Linked DNA regions of Anas platyrhynchos: region 2 is linked to region 1. The links are chromatin contacts, called in public Hi-C maps. All regions are on one chromosome and are shown on one strand. Each heading gives the region's core, a stretch centred on a gene start, on an enhancer-like site or on the middle of the called end of the contact. The rest is flanking DNA. Distances are from core to core; before and after follow the strand shown.

What was found. A called contact is a pair of places that touch in the nucleus more often than the background predicts.
Region 2: a contact with region 1 is called in a Hi-C map of subcutaneous adipose tissue, with 1.8 times the contacts expected there. The contact joins two enhancer-like sites. A contact is called at or near these places in 2 of 8 Hi-C or Micro-C datasets (skeletal muscle and subcutaneous adipose tissue).

The regions. Positions count from the first base shown.
Region 1 is chr18:8,694,211-8,702,110 of IASCAAS_PekinDuck_T2T, reverse strand. All of the region lies in intron 1 of RXRA (retinoid X receptor alpha), which reads left to right. Among named protein-coding and RNA genes, the nearest start is that of RXRA, 54 kb to the left of the region's middle. Within about 2 kb of position 2,615, at least 6 of the 8 cell types and tissues checked have an H3K27ac peak or open chromatin away from gene starts, as enhancers often do.
Region 2 is chr18:8,742,303-8,750,202 of IASCAAS_PekinDuck_T2T, reverse strand. All of the region lies in intron 1 of RXRA (retinoid X receptor alpha), which reads left to right. Among named protein-coding and RNA genes, the nearest start is that of RXRA, 6.2 kb to the left of the region's middle. Within about 2 kb of position 4,017, at least 4 of the 8 cell types and tissues checked have an H3K27ac peak or open chromatin away from gene starts, as enhancers often do.

The DNA.
Region 1 (7,900 bases), core at 1,366-3,865:
CCTAATTAGTTTTGGATTGGAACCAGGAATTCAAACCCAAACGCCGCTCGCAGGCAGAGCATCCTACGCTGCGACCCGCCTCGGGGAAAGGCTTCCCGGGGCCTCTTCCCTGCCCTGGGAAGGGGGAGCCACCCCCAGATGTCCATCTATCCGTCCATCCCTCCTGCCAGCCTCAGGGCTGGAACTTGGGGAGGAAAACCTCGGGGTGGGGACGAGGCTCCCCTCCTGCCCAGCGCCTGCTGCTGAGCCCTGGGGGGGCCACGTAAGCCCGGCAGCAGCTTTTTGCTCCGGAGGCGCAGCGCGCGCTGCCTGGCGGCCGGCAGGAACTCGGAGGCGAGCTGGCTCTGGCAGCTGCCGTCCCTATCTCCTCCGGCGCCTTCCTGCAGCACGTAGGCACCCAGTTCTCAGGCTCCTTCCCCCAGACCTCCAGCAGCAGTGGATGAAGCGGGTGGCACGGCCCCGAGGCGTTGGGCTCGCTGCGCACAGCGCTCTGCGTGCCGCTGGAGCTGGCACGGTGGGACAGGGCGGCAGCTCGAGCACCCCAGGACCCGTGGCTCGCCTCGGGTTTCCAGCTTTGCGCACTCCTCCCGCATTAAACACGGGAATGGTGGTGGGGAGGGACCCCCAGGGCTCTGTTCTCCAGCCTGGCAGGACGGGAGGGGGACGCTTCTGCAAGGAGAGCTGGAGAACGGTGTCCCCACGGGCTGCCCGCGTGGTTCCCGGCCTCGCCATCACCTGCTGCGACCTGATCCAGTTCCACCACCATGGAAAACCAGTTAGAGCCTCCCGGAAAACCAGTTAGCAGCATCTCCTCTCCTTGCCCACAGCACGGCCGGCAGCAGGGCCGTGTTGGGGCGTTAGGCTCCCAGCTGCACGCCGGCAGCAAGGTGCCAGCCAGGCTGGATCAATTAGAGCCCGTTATGCCAACGCAGGACTGTAATTATCTCAGATCGGGATTAATGCACGGGGCTGTGTAACACAAGCCGGCTGGACACAGCTTTGCGGGCTGTATTTGCTGGGAGCTGGCCGCGGGCTTGGGGTTTTTAGTTTTTTTAGGGTTTGGCTCGTGCCAGATGTCCCGCAGGGAGGATCCCCAGCGGTGCCCGGCCGCACTGCTAAAGGGTTAAGGCTGTGCGGGGCTCGGGTGCTTGGCTTGCCCCTGGAGCAGCCTTACCCCTGTAAGTGATCTGTTTGCAGGAGGGGAGGGTGCGTGCCGAGCCCAGGGCCGGGCAGGGGGAGCTGGGGAGAGCTGGGCTAGGTTTGCCTTCGGTTTGTAGGATCAGGCCAGGGGCGCAAACCCGCCTCGGGCAGGACCCCGTGCTTCTTGTCCTCCGTGGGAGCCGGGCAGCACCAGCAGCATCCTCCCCTTCAGCTGACGTCCCAAAGCAGGATGCTCTCCATCCAAAAGCCCCCTCAATCAGAGCTCTCAGCCTGGCTGCATCGTGCTCTTTTCCTCCTTTTCTCCCTTCACTTTGGAGAGGAGGATTTGGGGTTTGGAGCAGGGGCTCCCCCCCGGAGAACGGAGGCAGGCCAAGGGCTGCTTGCTCTGTCACCCATCTCTCCATGCACCAGGGGAGCTGGGGGGACAGAGGGGACAGAGGCGATGCCCAGCACGTGCCAGGCACACAGCTCGTTGTCATGGGCCCCAGGGGGTTCGGCTGGATACAAAACTTCTCCTTTTCTCTGCTGGAACGAGCCTAATGCTTTCAAGCTCCCCTTGCATCTCTCTCTGGATCCTGCTTGGTTTTTCATAGCTCAGAGCGTAGCACCCCCTCAAGGACAATTAGATCACTTCCAATTTGCCCGTAAGCCCATAAAACTGCAATTGAATGTAATTAAAAGGCCATAATGAGCTCCAGCAACCTGCGGGACCACTGCGCGTTCGCTCTCACCGTGCTCCTTTTGGAGAACGGGACAAAGTCGGGGGGGGACGTGAAGGTCAGCGTGTGCCGGGGAGGGTGAGGATGAGGATGAGGATGAGGATGAGGATGAGGATGGCTCCTTGGCCAGCAGAGCCCTGGTTGGGACAGGCAGAGGGGGAGCACTCCTGTGCCACCGCATGCCCGTGCTGGTGATACCCATCGGGGAGGGCCGGGGGCTGCAGGGTCCCCGGGTGCAGCTCTCCATCCTCACTGATTTTCTTCCTCTTTGGCAGCTCTTGCTGCCATTCTGGCTGCACCGATTGGGCAGGGGATGGTAACAGCCATGGGGGCTCAGCACTTGTGCTTCGGTGCTGACGTCTGGGTGCCCAAAGCTCCTTTTCGGGGGTGCCAGAGCTTTCCTGTGGCATTTTTGGGCAGCGAGCTGGGCCCTGGCCGGCTCCTGCGCCCCAGAGCTCGTGGGGCTGCCTCTGCCTGCGAGGGCATGAGCTCCAAGGAGCCGCCACGCCGAGTCCTCCAGCAAAGCCCGTGCAGCCCCACTGCCTTCCCGGTGCCCTGGGCAGCCGGCACTTCGCTGCCCCTTCTCACTGCCTGGCCCTGCAGCGGGTTCCCAGGCAGTAAATTAGGGGCGCTGACAGCGGCACAGAGCGCATTGTGAGCGCGGGGACGGCGGCGCTGGCCCTCCGGGGCTGAAACAGGAGCCTGCAATTTCTCAGGGCTGTTGTGACATCTTTGCACAAGCGTGTGATTGAGTCACATTTGCTTTCTCAGCAGAATCCCTTGTTTGCCTGGGTGCACCCCTCCTTCCCTCCCCCTCCGCCCCCTTCCCAGGCTCGGGCAGAGCCCGCAGCCCGCTGCACCCACCCCGTCTCCCCCCCACAGGTCCCCCCTTTTCCCTTCCCTGGCGGGGACCCCTCACACTTTCCATCTGGCACGCTCGCCCGCTTGCTCACGCTTCCTGCTTTCGCCTCCTCCACCCACGGCACCCGCGGAGGAGGGCGCAGAGGCTGCCCCGTGTGTGTCGGGGAGCTGGGGGGGGGGGGATGCGAACCGAAATAAATTTGAGGGGCTGCCACGGGTCCCCGCGAGTGGTGGGGGCCGGGGGCGCAGCGGGCAGGAAGCCGGGGAGGGCTCGTGGCGGAGGAAGAGGCGTTGGTAAGCGTTTCCTCCGGTGACACGGCGGCTCGCGGGGAGAGCTGCTTCTGGAAAATTCCTCTCCGAGTCCTCCCCCCCTCGGAGACGGGGACGGCCCCCGCGGGGCTCGTGGCTGGGCCGGTGGCTGCGGGAGCCAGGCTGCGCTCTCGCGGGGCTCTCCGTGGGTTTTTAAGGCAAAAAAAAAAAAAAAAAAAAAAGTGTAAAATGAGCCCTGCTGAGGACAAGGTGAGGATGCTTGGGCAGTCCAGGGGGGGCTCCAGCAGAAAATGGGGTGCAAGGGCGGTGAGCATCTCCCAGCAGGGCCCCCATGGGCTACCAAAAGCTGTGAGCGTTGGCAAGCCCTCGCTCACCCCCAGGGAGGTGGGAGGGGAGGGCTGATGTGTCCGCAGGGCAGAGGAGAGGATTAATGGGATGGAGATGGAGTGGTTCTGCCTTGCAGAGCCCCAGCCCCCTGCTCTCCGTGGCCCACAGTGGGATCCTTTGGGGCTTCTTCCCCTTGGTACGCAGGCAGCGCTGCACCCCACGGGGATGCTGTGAGCCTCCTCCAGCCCGGGGAAACCCAGCAAGGAGACCCCAGGGGGGTCCCAAAGCTCCAGGACGCACCCCGCACCCCGTCTGGCTTTGCAGGGGCCTTGTGGCTTTCGGTGGGAGGTCGGGGCTGGAGTGTGGCTTTGAGGTTGTCGTTTGGTCAAAGTGAAAGCCTGCAGCGAGGAGGAACCCACCCGGAGCAGAGAGAGGCTGAAACCGAGCTGCTCGCCCCCGGGGGAAAGCACCGAGGGCGCCTGCGGAACCGCGCCGGGACCCTAGGGCGCAGAGGCCAGCCGTGATTTCCTTACACCCGCCAGAAAAAAAAACATCTCCGTGTGCTCTCCTGTGTGGAGACGTAGAGAGGGCCTGGAAGAAAAAAAGATTCAAGTGACTTTTTGGTGAAGCCACACGGTTCCAGCAGCCAGAGCCTTACAGAAACGCTCGGCACTGGTGCACTGGTAGCGGGATGCACGTGGCAGCAAATTTGGGAAGGAGTTGGGGAAAACAGGCAGCTGCGTCTTCTGGTGCCTTGGGATATCCTTCTGCCGTGTGCCTGGGGGGTGGTGGAAGGGGTTGGTTTCCTCTCCTGGCTGGGCGAAGTGCCTGGGGCTGGCCCCAGGGCATCTCCAGAGCGTTCCCACGTCCAGCCCTGTTGGGATTTGTAGGGGCTGCGCTCTTGCTCCGTCCCTCTGCACGGCTGAGTGAGCTGCTGAGAGTTTCCCTAGGTGCAAAACCACAGAGTGTTTTGTGCTGTGGGCGTCTCTTGTCCTTCCTGGCTGCCTTTTCCTTCTTACAAGCTCTGAGCTGAGGTCGCAGAGCTCTGGGGCAGGTGGCCCAAAGGTGCCCTGGCCTTGGTGCCTGGGGAACATCGCAGGATGGGGCTGGTCCTGGGGAGCAGCAGGCTCAGGGCGGGCAGGGATGTGACCATTCCCAGCCACACTGGTGTAAATTCAGAGCAAACTTCAGAGCGTAGGCCAGGGGCTGTTGAAAATCTTGTGCCGTAAGCACTGCTCCTTCCCCCTTTGGGAGCACCGTCCCTTTTGGGGACAAAAGCGAGGATCTGACCTCTTGTGGTCGCTGCATTCCCATGGCAGTTTTTAGGTGAAAACTGGGGTCAATCGGTTCCTGCCCGGACACCTCCACAGCCGAGGTTCCTGGGGTGGGAGGAACCAAGGAACAAGGAAATCTCTGCACGGCTTTTCAGGAATGAGAGCAGACGGGCAGGGATTTCACTGCCGAGTGCGTTCAGGGAAACTCGCCACCCGCAGAGGCACCAGAAGAAGGAACAGCACTCGGCACGTTGCATTTCCTCGCGGGTTCCCGTGCCTTTCTTTGGCTGGCGGGGCTTTGCACCTGGCCAGCCCCAGCACCAGGGAGGAGGTTTCCAAAAACCTGGTCCCTGCTGCTAGTTCCTCGCCCCTCTCCGAGCGCGGCCCCGCAGCGCCCAGGGCTGCGCTGCGGAAGGGAGCGGCCGCCCAAATTTAGAATTTCCTGCTGTGCAATACCCAGAATTGATCTTCTTGCTGATTAAGGAGGAAGAGATGCTGAGAAAAAAAAAAAAAAAAATAAAATAGCGGAAACCCGGGGGGTGTGGGCGCCTTTCTGAATCTCAGCTGGCCTCAGCTGGGGCTCTCCCCCAGCCACAGCCACGGGGCCCCGCTCGGGCACATGCCTGGCTCTGACGCCTCGGCCACAGAGAAATGCGGCTTCTTCTCCTCTGGGTGACTCAAGACACAGCTTTGAGCTTCCCCTCAGCACCCGGGATAGGCTAGAAAAGGTTTTCCAGCAGAGCTGGGTCACTGTAGTTTTACTGGCAAAGCCTCTTAGGCAGAAATGAAGATTATAGGGGCGAAAGCTTCTGCTGGTACGGTTCATTCTGGTACAAAGGAGCTATCCTGGGAAAAAAAAAAATCCCCCCTGCGCTGTTGTAATTGTTTCTGCTGCGGGACGTTTTGTGGGCTGGGAGGGTTCAAATCGCCTCTCTCCTAGAGGCTGCAAAGCTCCCGGGCTGCTTAAGACAGCGGAGCGGCCGGCGCCGCGGGATGGGAATGGGGACAAATGTTTTTGGGAGATTTTTCCTTGCCGTATTGAAAATTAATAATAGCGAAGGAGTGCTGCCTGGCGCCGAGCCAGGAGGATGGAAAAAAAAAATAATAATAAATTACAGGGGAGGTTGATTGAGCGGCCGAGATGCTAGCCTGGGTCTTGCCGTCCCCAGGATCTATTCCGGGCTTTGGCTCCGGTTTCCCTCGTGACCTTGGGGAAGGTCGCGGACGCCGTGCCCTGCTGGTGCCGGCCGGGTTCCTCCTCGGCCTCAGCCTCCTGCTGCTCCTGCAGAAATGGGTGTCAAGGAGCAGGCCGGAGGCTTTCTTGTGCCTCAGTTTCCCCACCCGTGAAGCAGGGGTGGTGGCACCCAGAAGCGGTGTTGTGGAGGGCTGCGGTGAGCACCCTGCTGGCCAAAACCAGGGTCAGGCTCCTGGTCTCGAGGCCGGATCGCTCCCTGCAGAGGCTGGAGCTGAAATAATTCCTCGGGCAGAGCTAAAGGAAGTTCCTCGGCCGTGGAGGAGAGCTGAGAGCACACACACGGCTCCGTGACCCCACTGCTGTCAGTGGAGCGCATGGGCTGCCCCGAAGGTCTTCTTCTTTGGGAAAATTCCCCTCCAAATTCTGTGGCTCGCGGGTTCGTCGTTCGGAGAAGGAAAAGAGCTTCCCTGCAAATTCCTCAGCTGCTGAGCAGCGCTCGGTTCTGATCTCCCAACTGCCATGGGGCATCTCGTAAGATATATAGAGGTCGTTGTGTTTAAACAAAGGCCGCACAGAGAAAATAGCTGCAATTTATGGGTGCGGCAGGAGGGGAAATGCTTAGGGAACTTTTTTTTTTTTTTTTTTTTTTTTTGTATTTAGAAACAGGCACGGAGTTTATTTTGGTCAAGAGATAGTCACACACAGCAGCTTCAAACAGCAAAACTCCGCAAGGAAAGTGGGAAGCCTCGCGCTGCTCGAGCCGAAATGGCACCGGGGAAAAAAACCTTCCCCGGTTCGCTCCAGAGACCTTCAACCTAGGTGTTTTTTTTGCTTGAGTTTGTTGAGATGAAGGATAGTTCCTCAGCCTGGCTGCCAGGATTTTAGCATCCTAGGAAGGAGTCCTGCGTGGAAGTGCAGCTGCTAGCCACGGGGTGCTCGGAGCCGTGTCTCCCTGATTTTCCTCCAGCCGGGTGCGCACACGAGGGCTGCAATCAGAGGCAAATGCTCCCCACCGCAGTGATGGGGAAGCTTTTGGGTGAGAAGGGAAAACTTCTGGGTGCTCAAGGTGCTCGAATCGCAGCGCTCTGCTCCAGACTTCGGAACATTCTCCTATGGGATTTGGGTGAAAACACACCCAAACGCACACCCGTGCCTAAAGCGCTTCTCTGTGGCGTGCGAGGTTCCTCCTCCCCACCTCTCCTTGTGTTTTTTTTTTTTTCTTTGCTGCCTGGCCGTGTTTCTCCACGCCAGCCGTCGGCAGCACACCCAGTTCCTCAGTGGGTGCGGGGGAATGCGCCTGCTTGCCGGGGGAAGCGCGTAAACAGGATGGGTGCAGGGGGCCGGGCGGGGGGCGCGGGCTGGGGAGCTGCTCCCCCCTCCTGCTCGGGGGGACCTGATTTCGGGAGAGGTGCCGGGACAGTGGCTGAGGCCCCGCACGTGCTTTGCTTTCTGATGTGCTCGAGTAGGCACGGGCTGGTCGCCAGTAACCCGCCCCTGACCTCGCCTGCTTCGCTGCCTGAGATATTGAGGAGATGGGAAAGGCACGGCCGTGGGGCGCTTCCTTTCCCCCGCTGCCAGGTCAAGTGCCTGCTTCCTCCGTGCACCTTTGGGGCCGGGGACCCGGCGCATCCATCCTCAGACTCATCCCAGGGCATCTCCAGCCCTGTCCATCGCCTCGCTCCACAGCTTCTGGTGTTGGTGTGGCTCCTCCGGAGAAAGGCTGGTGGGGTCCCCATGCCCAGCTGCACAGCCCACTGCAAAATAAATTTCACCCATTCCCCTCTGCCCCTGGGAGCAAAGGACAGGAGCGCAGCCCACATCCCGGGTCCCCGGAGTACTTGGTGGTGCCAAGCCCTGCTCCAAGCCCTATAAAAAAATCCAAAAGGCAGAGAAGTGGGGAGCACGGTCCAGGTGTGCTAAACCTCGGGACCAGACCCCGAAAGCTGGAGGAATTTCCCGGGGTTCCTGGTGCGCCGCACGCACGTCATCCTGCCGCGGGTGACGCGAGGGCCGGCGGTTATCTTCTATCAACATCCTGCCAGAGCCCACGTGAGGCCAGGCCCCTGGGGACCGCGGGCCCTGTCCGTGGGGAC
Region 2 (7,900 bases), core at 2,768-5,267, 47 kb before region 1:
TGTGCACGATGGGGGCCTGCGTCTGCTGCGTGTTTGTGCTGCTGCAGGAGCCGCGCTCAAACTTTATCCGCTGGCCTTTGGTCACGCGTTGCTTATAAAAATAAATAAATAAATAAAAATCCGGCTTGGGTTGGGAAAATGGGGTTTGGGTTTGGGAGGGGGGGATGTTGGTGCTGCTCTGAGCACGGGAGGCAGGCAGGGCCTGGCAGCAGGCAGGCAGCTCACGAGGGTGCCAGGAGCTGGCGGGGCCCTGCTGCCTGCAGGAGGGTGGCTCGGACCCGCTCCTGGCTCCGCAGGGCACCGGAGGTTTTCCCAACCCGGCTGGGAGATGGGGTGTGCAAGATGGGACAGAGAGGGGGATCTCCGGGCTCGTGCTGGTGGTGTGTTCCTGCACGCTGGCACAGGCCTGAGATGGGGAACTGGAGCAAAACGGTGCTGCCCCGTCAAAATCTCAGCTCAGTTTGGCCTAAAAAGGATAACCGCGTGGAGGATCCCGGCCAAGCCCTGCCCTTGGTTAGACTCAGATAACCCCGCTGATGTCATGGGTGGAAACGTGGCCAGCGCCGGGCACTTTTAATAGTAGTATCTCATTTTCCTGCTGGTCTCAGGAGCGGGTGGCAGATGCCAGGCAGAGGCTGTGTTGGGGACGGCGCGTCCCTGGGTGCTTCCCGCGCTGGGAGCCGTCACCCTGTGGCTCTGCACAATCCCACTATTGCTTCCTTCTCCTCTGCCCCTGTTGCCAAGAAAGAAAGGGATCCTGTGATGGGCAGGGGGAGCCCTCCCTGGCTCAGCTTCCTTCCTTCACCCTGGTGTGGCTGGGGGGAGCCCGGGTGCTGCGTAAAATCGGGGGTGTCTGTGCCAAGACCTCGGTGCCATCCCCGATCCTGCTCCTTTTAGCTGTGGGAATTTATGGCAGGTGAGCAAATCCGCAGGGAGAAAAGAATAGGAAGGATGCAGAAAGCACCGTGGCTTGCATGAGCATCCCGTACGGGTGGGAGGAATCCCCTGCCCCATGCCTGCAGGGTGCTGAGCGAGGCTCAGAGGGTCCCCGAGGGCGAGGACGGCCGCTTTCTGGTCTCTCCCTGAAGCACGGAGCAGGGCTCGACCTCTCCCAGCTGACACATGCAAAACAAGCTGGGAAGGAATTTTCGTCTTTATCAGGATCTCGGCTGTGACAGTTAAATAAATCCTCGGAGGGTCCGCGAGCTTACTCCGCCTCGTCCTGCTGTGTTTGAGAGCGCGTTTGTACTCCTCATGTTTAGGGCATTTTATTTATTTAAAAGAGAGCGGGGGAGAAAGCCGCAGAATTTTAGTTATTCATTACAAATATTATTATTGGCATTTTTGCTCCTGTTGGGGGGGAAAAAAAATTCAAGGGGGGGGATCAAAACATTTCACTGGAAAATACATCCTGCCTTCGTCCCACCCACATCTCGAAGGCGAAAATAAATATTTATTAAGAAACGGGTTAAAAACCTTTTTGTTGCAGTATTGTTTTCTGGGAGCAGGGGTGGATTCCCATATGCCTGAGTCCTGCTGCACGGCTGAATATCTTTTTATCCTTTTTTTTCCCCTTTTTTTTAAATCTTGATGGTTAAGAAAAACAAACAGCGGAGCTGTCGGCACCATGGGGCAGGGGTTTGGGTTTTGGGCCATGCCCTGTGTCGCAGTGTGCTTGGTGCTCTGAGCATCCTGGCGCCTCGGGGCGTGCAGGGGGTTCCCCCGAGGCTCTTGATAGCCTGAAATCATGGAATGATTCCTGCTCTCAATGTCCTAAACGTCCTGAGCCCCTGCTGCCAGAGGTGCTGGGGCAGCAGGAGGTGGTGGCGATGCCAAGCGGGTCCCTGCCACCAGCCTGGTGTAACCAAAGCTGCCTCGAATCGCTGCCGGCAAAGCGCCGGCTCTTGCAGGGCTGTTCCCTGGGAGCTGGGTAACCTAATTGGGCTCTAATTAATCCTGATGGCTGGCTCCCAGCCCCAGCGCCTCTCCCCGTGTCGCAGCCGTCGTCGCTTCCCTCGGAGCTGGGTCTTTCCCCGCGGTGCTGCCAGGCAGAGGGGTGCTTGGCGGAGCAGGATCCGACCCGGCAGCCCCGTAATTGCTTCCTAAAAGGCCCAGGTGGGCTCTCCCAAGTCAGCCCAACTACAAAGCATGAGGGAGGCAGCCTGGGTGGTTTTATTTTAATTGATTTTGTCAGGAGTAGCTGTATTTTATTACGTTTAAAGCCTAGACTCCGGGATAACTTTGAACGTTTGACACGCACACAAAAAAGCAGCTTTCTGACGTTTTCCCCCCTCTTTGCTTGTCTCTTGTTTTATTTCTCTCTTCTCCTCCTCCTCAAAGCAAAGCGTGTGCCTGGAGGGAGGACAGGGGAGGAGGGAGGAGTGGTTGTGTCTCTCCAAAGGCTGCTCACAACATCAAGGCAGCGCGAAGCAGACAAAATAATATTGCAAATAAGGATTTAAAAAGCCCTACAGAAGGATCTCCCCACACATGCCAGCCGGCTCAAACTGCTTGAAGATTTTCAGACAGATGCAATTTAGCCTCGGAAAATGCCCTCTCGTTGTAATGGAAACTGGCTGTGGGAACTTGCCTTTTCTGAGAGTGTTTTTGCTCAGAAGAAAGCAGAGAAAAGTCAGCGAAACAACCTGAGTTTTTATTTTGGGAAGGCAGCGTTTCAAAATGGAGGGTGTTTTCTGAAATAAACAGGGAACGACAGCTCCCGTAGGAGAAAGGGAGGGAAGAGTTCAAATTGAGCCCAAACGCTGCTCTCCTCCTTTGAAATCTTGTTTAACGTGGAGTTAAAAAATAATCCTGTTCAAACAGACCACTCGTAAGCACAAAATGTTTTTTTTTTTTTTTATTGGGATTGACAATAAAAGTTTCAAGGTTGCACCTCGGGGCCGTGCTTCTGCCCCTGGCCCTGTTCATGTCTCGGGAGTGGTGGGCTGGGAAACTGAGGCAGGCCCTGGGGAGAAGGGATTGGGATTGTAGGTTTTTTTGGGGGGTTTTGGCACTTGTGGGGATGCCATTGAGGGGTGCTCGTGTGGTCACTTGAAGGTCCCAGCTCTCGGTAGCCAAACCAAGCTGATTTTTGGGAGCGAAGAAAAGCCTCCGCTTGTGGTGTGTGTGCGGGCCGGGTGCTCCAAAGCAGTGCGTAAAGAAGAAACACCCCAAATTTTGGTTTTACGAAGCATCTGGAGCAGGGCTTACATCCTTCTTCCTCCCTCCTTCTCTCACCCAGTGCCCCCCAATCTCCCCCTGGTGCCCCTACTGCCCGCCTCCTGTGCACGGCTTCCCTGTGCCCAATTTTGTGCTGTCGGTGGTGGCAGAAGCGGCTTTGGTGACCGTTGTGACAAAATGTCCTGGGGGCTGCCAGGGGCTCTCCAAGCCCTGGCAGTGCTGGGTCTGTCGGGTGGGCTTCCCATCGTGTTGTCTGAGTGTTTGAGCTGGGGGTCCTGGCTGAGCCCTGACCCCTTCCTGGCGCTGAATCGGGTGCGAGATCGCTGCGGGGCCAGGAGGCAAAAGGTGCAGCAGCGCTGGGATTTGTCACCACTAAAACGGTAACGGGATGCCCATCTGGTCACTGCTTCTCGTGGCCTCCTCTTTTGTGGAGTTTTGGCTTTTACAGACTTCAAAAATAATAATAATAAAAAAAGAGGGGAGCAGGATGGGGGGAGGCAAGGGGCAGCCCCAGAGCCCCACCGCCCGCTTGCCTGGAGGTTTACAGCCCCGCTGAGCTCCGGAGCAAATCCTTTGTGCTGGGGCTGCCAGGAACGCATTAGGGACGGATGCCCTGTCTAGTTTCAGCTGGCTGCGTGGCTCTGAGCGCCGAGGCAGCCCCGTTTGATTATTGTTTTTCCATTTTTGGCCGACTCGTAAGCGCTGGAAAGTTTTCGCTGTGAACTCTGTGGGCTGCCGCGATACGATTTGGCTGTGGGCAGCGCGTCTCCTACGTACCCATTACCGAGACGCGGTGAGGCAACGGCAAGCGGGTGAGGCAAGAGCGGAAGGAGCGGGGCAGACGGGGCTGGCACGGGCGAGCCGAGATGTGCTGAGGAGATGAGGAGGTGACGGCGGCAGGCAGGCAGGCTGTGCCCGTGCGGCGCCGGAGACTCGCTCTGAGAGCGACAGTGGTGGAGGAGGAAGGAAGGAAGGAGCAGGGCGATGGAGCAGCAGGAGAGGCCCCGGGGAAAGCTCACGCAGCTGGGGAAGCTGCTACGGATCCGGGGGGACCGGGGCAGGCGGCTTGTGGGCGCTGTGGCTTCACCACCGTGCGCCGTGGGGACCCGCGTTTGGGTAGGGGTTCTGCGAAATGGCACGGGGAGAGGCCCCCTTTCCTCAGCAGGCTGCTGGAACACCCCCTCCTCTCCCCCCTTCTCCTTTTGGAGCCCCGTTTCTGGCAGAGGAGAGGCTTTATCGGGCAGGGGAAGCTGCAGGCTCAGCCCCCCAGCGGAGGAGCGGTGGCCCCTAACGCGGTGCCGCAGGGCCCGGCTGGCGGCAGATAACGGTGTATCAGCACCAGGTCGTGCTTGCTCACACCACGGCGGGGTCGTGCACGGTGGTGGGGCTGCTTTTGGAGCCCCCACCCCCTCCTGGCAACCCCGTGGGGCTGGCGGCTCAGAGCTGGGACCCTCTGGGGACACCCAGCCCCTTGCAAAGGCATGGGGAGCTGGGGCGAGTTGGAGAGCGCTGTCTCGGAGCGCTGCACCTGCAGAGCCAGCCCTGCCTTTTGACCTGCACTTGTTCGAGTGGGACTTCCAATCGATCCTAAAACCCCAGCGTTAGGCTCAGTGCTTCTGCCCTGCAGCCTGCCGGGCTCTGTCTCCGCACCCACGTAGTGTGAGAGAGAATTGCCCTCCCGTTCATCCTCCTAATTCCTGATGGGGAGCTGCTTCTGCCAGGGTCTGCTCCCCACCCCGACACACTCCTTGGTTTGTAACACGTTAGAGACAGTCGCTTAGCATTTTAATTTAATTTTCTCTCTCCTTTTTTGATTTTTTTTTTTTATTTATTGAAACGTTTCAACCCCAGCCGCCAGGGTGGGGAGGGAAGGAGGGAGGTGCAGCTCCCTGCTCCATCCCCGCACAGCCCCCGTGTGCGTGCGTGTGGCTCACAGACAGTGAAATTGCACCCTAGAGTTATAAAGCAATTGTCTAGCTCAGCAGCAGAATGAGCATGAAATGGTGCAGAAAGCAACTAAATAAAATTGGGTAAGGCAGATGCATGAAAATAATGACATCTCTATACCGTAGTCAGGCGTGCGCTCTCTCTCTTGCACACGCAGATAAACTTTTATAACAGACTTAGCCTTTATTTTCCTAGAAACTCCTCCGAAATGGAAACGTGTTGGTTTGGCCTGAGCCCCCGTGCCCTTTCCCTCGCCTTGGGCAAGGTGTTTCTGGGGCTGCCGGGCCGTGCAGGCCCCTCTCCTCCCCGCCGCCTTGCCAGTCCCCTCCTGCTTTTTCCCTTTTCTGTTTTCCGAGCAGGATTTTTATGCTCAGTCGAACAGGGAAACGATAACCTTTGCAACTTCATTGCCCTTCTGCGGCAGCGCGGGGCTCGGGGAGCGCTGCGAGCGGGTGGCTCCCGGCGGTCACCTGCCCAGCGCAGTGGAAAAGAGCCCGAGAGCAGCTCTCCGGGCTCGTTTGGGGCTGTCTCTTCTATTTTCCTCCCTGGGCTGGGTGGTGGCAGCCTGAGGGGTGGCTCTGTGTGGGTGTCCCTTGGGGCTGGGGGCCCTGTGTCTCCATGCAGAGGTTTTCCCCGCAGCAGCGTTGTGCTGGGTATGGATGGATGGGTGCAGAGCTGGGTTAAAAACACCCCAAATTGGAGGTCTGGACGCATGGGATCCGTCCCTAACCATCTGCCCCAGTCCTTCCCCTTCCCCTGAGCTCGGCGCTGCCTTCTGTGCTCCCGGGGTCTGTCTGGCTCAGTGCTCAGACGCTGCCCCGGAGCCTTTAACCTCGGCACAGGCACGTTCCCCCCCCATTAGCTCCTGGGAAGCTGATACGTTTCCTGACATTGTCTGACATCTCGCTCCTCCTGCGCCCGCCGAGATTCCTCCCAGGGTGGAAACAAGCTGCTAATCTTCCCACCCAAGAGGCCCTTTAGGTGAGATTAAGGCTGCGGCCCCGTTCCCCCTCGGCTGGGGTGGGGGGGGGAATTCAGTCCGGGTCCTTCAAACCTCAGTGCAGCCTCCGACTGCGAGCGTCCTGCTTGGATGTGATGTCCCCAGGGTCCAAACGTGGCACTGAGGGATGCGTGTGCCCCTGCAAACCCTGCTGTGCTGGAGGAGGCTTCCCTGCAAGCGCTGCTGTGGTTGGGCACCGAGGCTGCGCCGCAGGAAAGTGCCCGCTTGCAAAAATCCATCTGCAGGCATCCATCAGGCCCAGTGTGAAAGGTTAAAGAAATCCAGAGGAAACAGAACGATGAGCATGGGAGAAAAGGGTTTCCTGTACCTCCCCGGGCCACCCAGGCTCCCTTCCTGTTAGGGTAAACCTGTCGGAAGGCGAAACTTTCTGCACACCGAAGCAAATTGCGGGCTGTTGGCTGGGCACGCTGCGGTGTTAATGCTTTGTGCCTCTCCCTGAGCGGTTATGGGGTGCCTGGCAGCTCTGAGGGGGGCATTAGGGTTCTCAATCCCATGACAGAGAGCAGAGCTTGGGATGTGGTGCTGGTGCTGAAAGCCATCCTGCCACCCGTCAGCCCTAAATCCCTTGCCCTGGCGAAGTGTCCTGTGCGCCCAGAGCCGCCTTAGGACCGGAGGTCGTCACCGCCGGGGGAAGAGGTCAGGCTGCGGGGACAATTACCTGCAGGCCCCCGTTTAAGCACTTAGGAAGGCTTAGCCGTGATCCCTGCCCGAGATAGCCTGGCCCCAGGCCAGCTGATACCTATTGTTTGCAAAGTCGGAGACTTTATCCAAACACGCGCCCAAAGCCGGCTCAGAGCATCTGACGGGGAGGGGGGCGGCAGCGGGGTCTTGCTGTGAGAGACACGGCAACGCAGCGCCCTGCCGGCGGCTTTCCCTGCTGCTTGTAGGGTCAGGAGATGCGGATTTAATCCGGGAGGGGTTTTTGGCCTTTGCTTTTCTCATTGCTGCTGTTTGCCAGGCCGGGTGCCGGTTTCTGCGGTGAGGTTTCAAGGCCTCCAGGTGCGCGCAGGAGGTGTCGCAGGGCAGGGATTTCTCACTTGGTGGGGAGGCTGCTCCTCACCTCCCCAAACCGCCCCAAACCCCCTCCAGCTCCCCTTCTTGGCACCAGGGCATTTGTCTCACGTCCCTTGCTGTCACCGACTTCCCCTGGGTGACCTGGTGCAAGACCCCGGCTGGCATCGTCCCCGCTGCTCTGCTGTAAGGTTTTGGGAGCAGAGAGACTTTGGTGTGGTGCAGAGCACCCAGAGGGAGGATCTGGCCCTGGGTGGGAATTCCTGGGCTCAGGAATTTTTTTTTTTTTTTTAATTCCCTGGCTGGGAATAAAAGCCCTGCACGGGGAGGGAAGCTTCAGCTGGCAAGAGGGAAACCAGCCAGCTCCCTGCTCGAACGCAGGTCGCAAATTAATAATAGAAGTGACTCTACCAAAAAAAAACCACATTGGCCTGTCTTGTAGTTAATTAGCGGGGAAATCACGGGCACGTGAGGGCTTGCAAACAAACGGTTTAATCCCCAGTCTTATTTCAGAACCAGGGGATGGAGCCCCCCTCCGTGGGGCTGGGGGCTGCGGGGTCAGCGCTCGGCACCGAGGGCGCTGGGGGGTCCCGGCGCCGTGCCTGAGGTCTGGGATTTTTGCAATTTGCTGACTTTGTCATCAAGACAATGACGTGGCCGGGCTGGGGGAGCAGGAGCTTGTCGTTCACATCTCAGAATGGGATTGAAACGCTCGGTGTGACAGCTCGGCACGGGGACAAA